Regions from separate parts of the Macaca mulatta genome. Here region 1 is linked to region 2. A link is a contact called in public Hi-C data. All regions are on one chromosome and are shown on one strand. The core of a region is the stretch at or near the end of the contact, and the rest is flanking DNA. Distances in the headings are between cores, read along the strand shown.

The links. Hi-C and Micro-C count contacts between places; a contact is called where the count stands out from the background.
Region 1: a Hi-C map of fetal cortical plate shows a contact between it and region 2, with 2.8 times the contacts expected there. The contact joins the promoter of HMGN4 here to the promoter of ZNF184 in region 2. A contact is called at or near these places in 2 of 14 Hi-C or Micro-C datasets (fetal cortex germinal zone and fetal cortical plate).

The regions. Positions count from the first base shown.
Region 1 is chr4:156,527,913-156,530,612 of T2T-MMU8v2.0, reverse strand. It overlaps HMGN4 (high mobility group nucleosomal binding domain 4), which reads left to right and starts at 1,287. Exons shown (of 2, transcript NM_001193396.1): 1 at 1,287-1,409. TRNAV-CAC (transfer RNA valine (anticodon CAC)) reads left to right here and starts at 949; the gene lies at 949-1,021. It overlaps TRNAR-ACG (transfer RNA arginine (anticodon ACG)), which reads left to right and starts at 386; the gene lies at 386-458.
Region 2 is chr4:155,841,142-155,844,014 of T2T-MMU8v2.0, reverse strand. ZNF184 (zinc finger protein 184) reads right to left here and starts at 1,535. Exons shown (of 7, transcript XM_078000824.1): 1 at 1,146-1,535; 2 at 704-849.

The sequences.
Region 1 (2,700 bases), core at 38-2,537, 690 kb before region 2:
TCACTATTATTTCGTTTATTTAGTGCTTTATTATCCGCTTCCGCCACTGCCATGTAATCTTAAGGACAAGGGTCTCTCATGTTTTCTTCACCGTTATCTACAGTGCCGTGAACACTAATACTGGGTTGAATGAACGAACGTATTAATGGAGCGGTGATACTGGGGCAGAGAGGATGCAGGGCATGCTTTTCACCGCCATCTTTCAGCCGGCAGAGACAGACCGAGAAAGGAATGAAGGCTACGGGGTGTGTGCAGAAGTAGCCACCAGGGAGTCCGTGCGCTGCGAGCCTGGACCAGCGGGCAAACGCGGCTTACAGGCCCTCGCCCAGACATTACGGGTACAACCTAGTTTCTTATGAAATACCTTGCTACCAACCAATATGTGGGGCCAGTGGCGCAATGGATAACGCGTCTGACTACGGATCAGAAGATTCCAGGTTCGACTCCTGGCTGGCTCGGTATATGTGCAGGTTTATTTTACAACTTTCCTACTCCGCCGGAGTAAGCGAATTCGTGCAAGGTAAATTTGCCTGGAAGTCTCAGAAGCAAGAGGGGCCGCTTTCGACAAGAGATGGGGTTATCATTTCTCTGGGGAGCAAATTCTGCCACTGACCACGTGGTAACGCCAACTACGTCATAGAAACGCTCGCCCTACCCAAGTCGTGCCCAGCCTCGCCTGACCATTTTGGCCGAAGAACGAAGGACCGTTCAGAGATATTAAAGTCTCTATCGTGTTCTTCCCTATTCAGTCGTTTGAAATGACTGCATGTGGCTTCAGTTTTAACACTGGAGAGGCTAGGTCTGAGCTGATCATTGGTTTTTCTGGTTTGAGAGTTCAGTACAGAGACGCATACGCACATCAGCAAAACTCGCACTTGAACGAAGAAACACCAAGTGTATTTACTATGCAGATAGAACTGCTTGCTCTGAGATGATAGCCCACCGTGAGTTTCCGTAGTGTAGTGGTTATCACGTTCGCCTCACACGCGAAAGGTCCCCGGTTCGAAACCGGGCGGAAACAGCTTTTTTTTTTTTTTTTTTTTTTCCCCCTTCATACTACGAAATTCTTACAGTGTGTATCTTTTAACGATTTTTCAGGCCATCATAAATTTCCTGTCTTCCTGTCTTACGAGGTCGGGGCAGCGGTGCTTAGGGCGGGCCTCAGAGGCTCACACACGTATCGCCACGGGGAGAACCGGCTCTCTCCGGCTTGAACTCGGGGCGGCTCCCCGCCTGCAGCCCCGGAAGCGCATCCTCACCTTCCTTCGCCTTCCTGTTCCTGGCAGTGCCGGGCTCCCCTAGTCTTCTCTATCTTGGGGCTGGTGCTGGCCCTGCCCACGCCTAGGGCTCCGGCGCGTCAAGGGCCTCAGCTGGGATTCCCGCGCCCCTCGAACGGCCACGAAACTCGGGTAAGTGCCTCACAGACTTTAGTACGCTACCCGGGAAAATGAGGGGCGCAGTGGGGGGTCCCGCCGCCGTCCATATACTTAGGACCCTCCTGCCAGCTGGCCCCGGTCATGATTAAGGGCCTTGGGCCCCGTGAGCCGCGCCTGTCTTCCCGTCTCCAGAGTAATCGCAGCATCTCTCCTGAGCTCCGAGTGTGAATCCCTGGGAAAAGCTGAATCCAGAGGTGGGGTCACAGAGAGCCGCAGGCCCGACAGGGATGAGAAGTCCTAATCGGCGCTCTAGGGCCAATAAAAGAAGGAAAGAAGGGGATTTGAAAGGATTGCTCCCGCAGGGCTGTGGCCTTGAAGAGGTGGTGACTGGCAGGTTGGACTGACCTGCCGTGGGCTCTCCTTTCCTCCCCAATTTACCTTCGAGAAACCCTCGTTGAGGAGACACCCAAGGGCTGAGTCTTCCTCCACTTTGACCTTTCGCTGTCCCATCACAAAGAAAAAATGGATCCCAAGCTTAAGAAATGGACCAGCACTTGTTTAGAATCAGGACTTGTGCCTTGGTGTTTGGCCTCTTACCTCTGCCTGCCACATGGCTTGCTTACAAGTTAATTGGATTAATCAAACGCTTTTATGAGAAAGTTTTGTTGTGCCACCTGGCAGCCTGGGGTGTACCCTCAGAGAGATTTCTTTCTTAGATGTATTACTACTTTTTCTAGGGATTAGCCAAGCCTAGCCTCTCAGATCACATTGCTCCAGGTTCCCTCAAATGACTGATAAGAATGCGATGTGTTTGTTTTTGTTTGTTTTTGAGACGGAGTCTCACTGTATCTCCCAGGCTGGAGTGTAATGGTGCTATCTCTCTCACTGCAACCTGCACCTCCCTCTACCTCCCGAGTTCAAGCGATTTTTGTGCCTCAGACTCCTGAGCAGCTGGGACTACAGGCGTGCAATACCACGTCCGGATAATTTTTGTATTTTAGTTAGAGACGGGGTTTCACCATATTGGCCAGGCTGGTCTCAGACTCCTGACCTCAAGTGATCCGCCTGCTTCGGCCTCCCAAAGTGAGATAACAGGCGTGAGCCACTGCGCCCGACCGAATGTGATATTTTTATGACCACGACAAAAGAAGGGCTGCATTCTTTGGTGGGTCTGCAAAATTAAAAAAAAAAAAGAAAGAAAGAAAGAAAGAAAGAAAAGGACAATGTTTAATGAGCTGTTTTCTTTTTACCATTTTCCTAAACAGGCTGCTTGGCTGGATGTTGACTTGAAAGGTCCATTCTTTGTTATCTTGCTGTTTCCCTT
Region 2 (2,873 bases), core at 286-2,785:
TGCATTTTACGAAAAATGCTGACAAGCAGGAGAGTTTTCAGAGAAGAGGTATAGATAACATCACACAGACCAATCAAAAGAAGTGAGGCTATATTGCTTAGAATTTATGAGGCGGAGTTGTAACAGCTGAATTCATGTATCTTAAGGGCAGCAGTGTGAAATTAAGAACAGTTTCCTTTTCTCTGGAGGACTCAGAAATAAGATCAACACAAAAGTTACAGGAACAAGTACATCTGTTTAATATAACAAACTAAAAAAGAAAGCCAACAAGGGAATAGTCTGCACCCAAAATGGCGAGTTTAATGCCACACTAGTTCTGGCCTAGGGTTGACAGACTGCCATCTGCCAAGGAGATTTCAAAACTAACTCTTTCATTGAAGGGATGATTACCAAGATGTCTTCTGACTTCAACATTATAATTTTAATATTTAATATTCAGAAGTCATGTGGGGATCACATATACGCTGAATGATTATGTCTTTTCATTCCCCAATGGAATGAAAGAAAAAATAAACTCCTCCCCCAAGTATCTCTCTATAAAAAAGAATCTCTCCCTACAATGTAATTCGGTTTCTTTGCTAATCCCTAAGCATACCGTTCCTTCCTTCCAGCTCTCCTGCTCTGATCTCAAGTATTTGATCCTCCAGTCATGACTGTTCTCAAGCCTCCATCAACCCACTCTCCCCCAAGTCGACCCCACTACCTTCCATCTCAGAAGCTCATCCCGTTCCTCTGGAACTTGAATACCAGGGTTCGCCAGGCAGCGTTCCTTCAGCTGATACCTCAGTCTGGGACTCAGATGTCTAGCTCCCCTTGCAGCGAGTCTGCAACACGCTGAGGTTTTCTATCCTAAAAAACACAGGATGGCGTCAGCAGCATACGTCACACAATCACACATCAGAGTCTTGCAAAGTGACCAAGAGGTCTTACACGAGAGAAGTGCCCTAAGAGAGCACTAGAGAGGCGTGTGCCACTCCGATGAACAAAAACAGAGTGGAGATCGGGTAAGCGGGTTCTGCCTCAGATCCAAAAAACCCTTGGTGCCCACCCTAGAATCTGGCCGGGGCATCCACAGACCTGGTCTCTTCCCTCTGTGCACATTTGTGACTCACACCCCTGCGAGGTCGGATAACACGAAGACACACCTGTTGCAGAGCGTTAAAGCTGGAAGGTGGATAAGCAGGGCGGGGCCCGGCACCCGACTTCCCCTTAGGCCAGAACAAAAGAACAAAGCCCTCCAAGGGATCAGGGCGGGACCGCCCCGCACAGACGGAGGCGAGGTGCGCCCCCTTTGAGGACTCCCCAGCTTTCTCCCGCAGAGGCCTCTAAGCGCGAAACCAGAAGGGTGACGTCACGGGTCCGGAGGGCTGGCTGTTGCCATGGTGATACCTGAGCTCCCCTCCCTTTATAGCGATCCACACACTCTGATCCCGGGTCCGGAAGCGCACTGACCGCCACCAGACCTAACGCAGGGAGCCGAAGCAGCTGGACTTCCAGAGCGCCAACCTCTTTCCACGCCTACAACCGGCTTCAACGGTCACTTCCGGTCCTTACGAGAGAGCCCCGCTCCGCCCCGCACGCCGGCGCCGGGCGGGCACACTGGACCAGCGTTCCCAGAACACTCCGCGACGAGGTTGCTGAACTTCATTTCCCAGAGGCTTTAGCTAACGTTTCGCGTTCGCCCTGCGCAGTGCCGCACATTTTCGCCGCCAGTCATTTGTTCCTGTTTCAGGTATGCGTGTGCGTTGTAAACTTGTCTGACTGAACTGATTTTAAGAAATACACGTCTACTGACCGGGCGCAGTGGCTCACGTCTGTTATCTCAGCACTTTGGGAGGCCGAGCTGGGTGGATCACTAGGTCAGGAGTTCGAGACTCAGCCTGGCCAATATGGTGACACCCCCGTCTCTACTAAAAATACCAAAATTATGGTGGTGGCGCGCGCCTGTAGTCCCAGCTACTCGGGAGGCTGAAGCAGGAGAACGGCGTGAATCCGGGAGGCAGAGGTTGCAGTCAGTCGAGATCGCGCCACTGCACTCCAGCCTGGGCGGCACAGCGAGACTCCGTCTCAAAGAAACAAAAAAGAAAAGAAAAAAAAAAAAGAAATACACGTCTGCACACAGTTTTAAAACGCAAACAATCGTTACCTTTATTACATGTTCTACCTTATATTTTCTGTTCTACTCCTTTGTCATTTTGAAAATACTGGTAGTTACCCATTAAATTTGTTTTCACGACTCTCAATTGAGTGGCGACCAACTTTATTTATTTATTTATTTTGAGACGGAGTCTAGCTCTGTTGCTCAGGCTGGAGTGCAATGGCACGATCTCGGCTCAGTGCAACCTCCACCTCTCGGGTTCAAGCGATTCTCCTGCCTGAGCCTCCCGAGTAACTGGGATTACAGGCATGCACCACCATCCCCGGCTAATTTTTGTATTTTCAGTAGAGACGGGGTTTCACCATATTGGCCAGGCTGGTCTCAAACTCCTGACTTCAAATGATCCGCCCGCCTCGGCCTCCCAAAGTGCTGGGATTGCGGGCGTGAGCCACTGCGCCCGGCCCCAACATGTTTTTCTAATGCTTAAGGAAACCCGGAGATGATATTAGCATGTTTTGCCCCTCAGTAAAGCATCTTATATGCCTGTGTCAGCCAGCACATAGCTGCATATAGCCCAAGGCCAGTCTGTCCGTCACTGTGTCCTTGGCAGAAAAAAAGAATCCAACAAATCGGTAGATTTTTATATTTAAGACGTGGCACTTGCATTTTACTGTGCTGGTGTGCATTCCCAGCATTTGGATAAGGGGCCGAGGTCAAGTCTCTCAGACTGTTGGCTGACAAACATTAAACCTGGAAATCCTAACACTGAGTATAT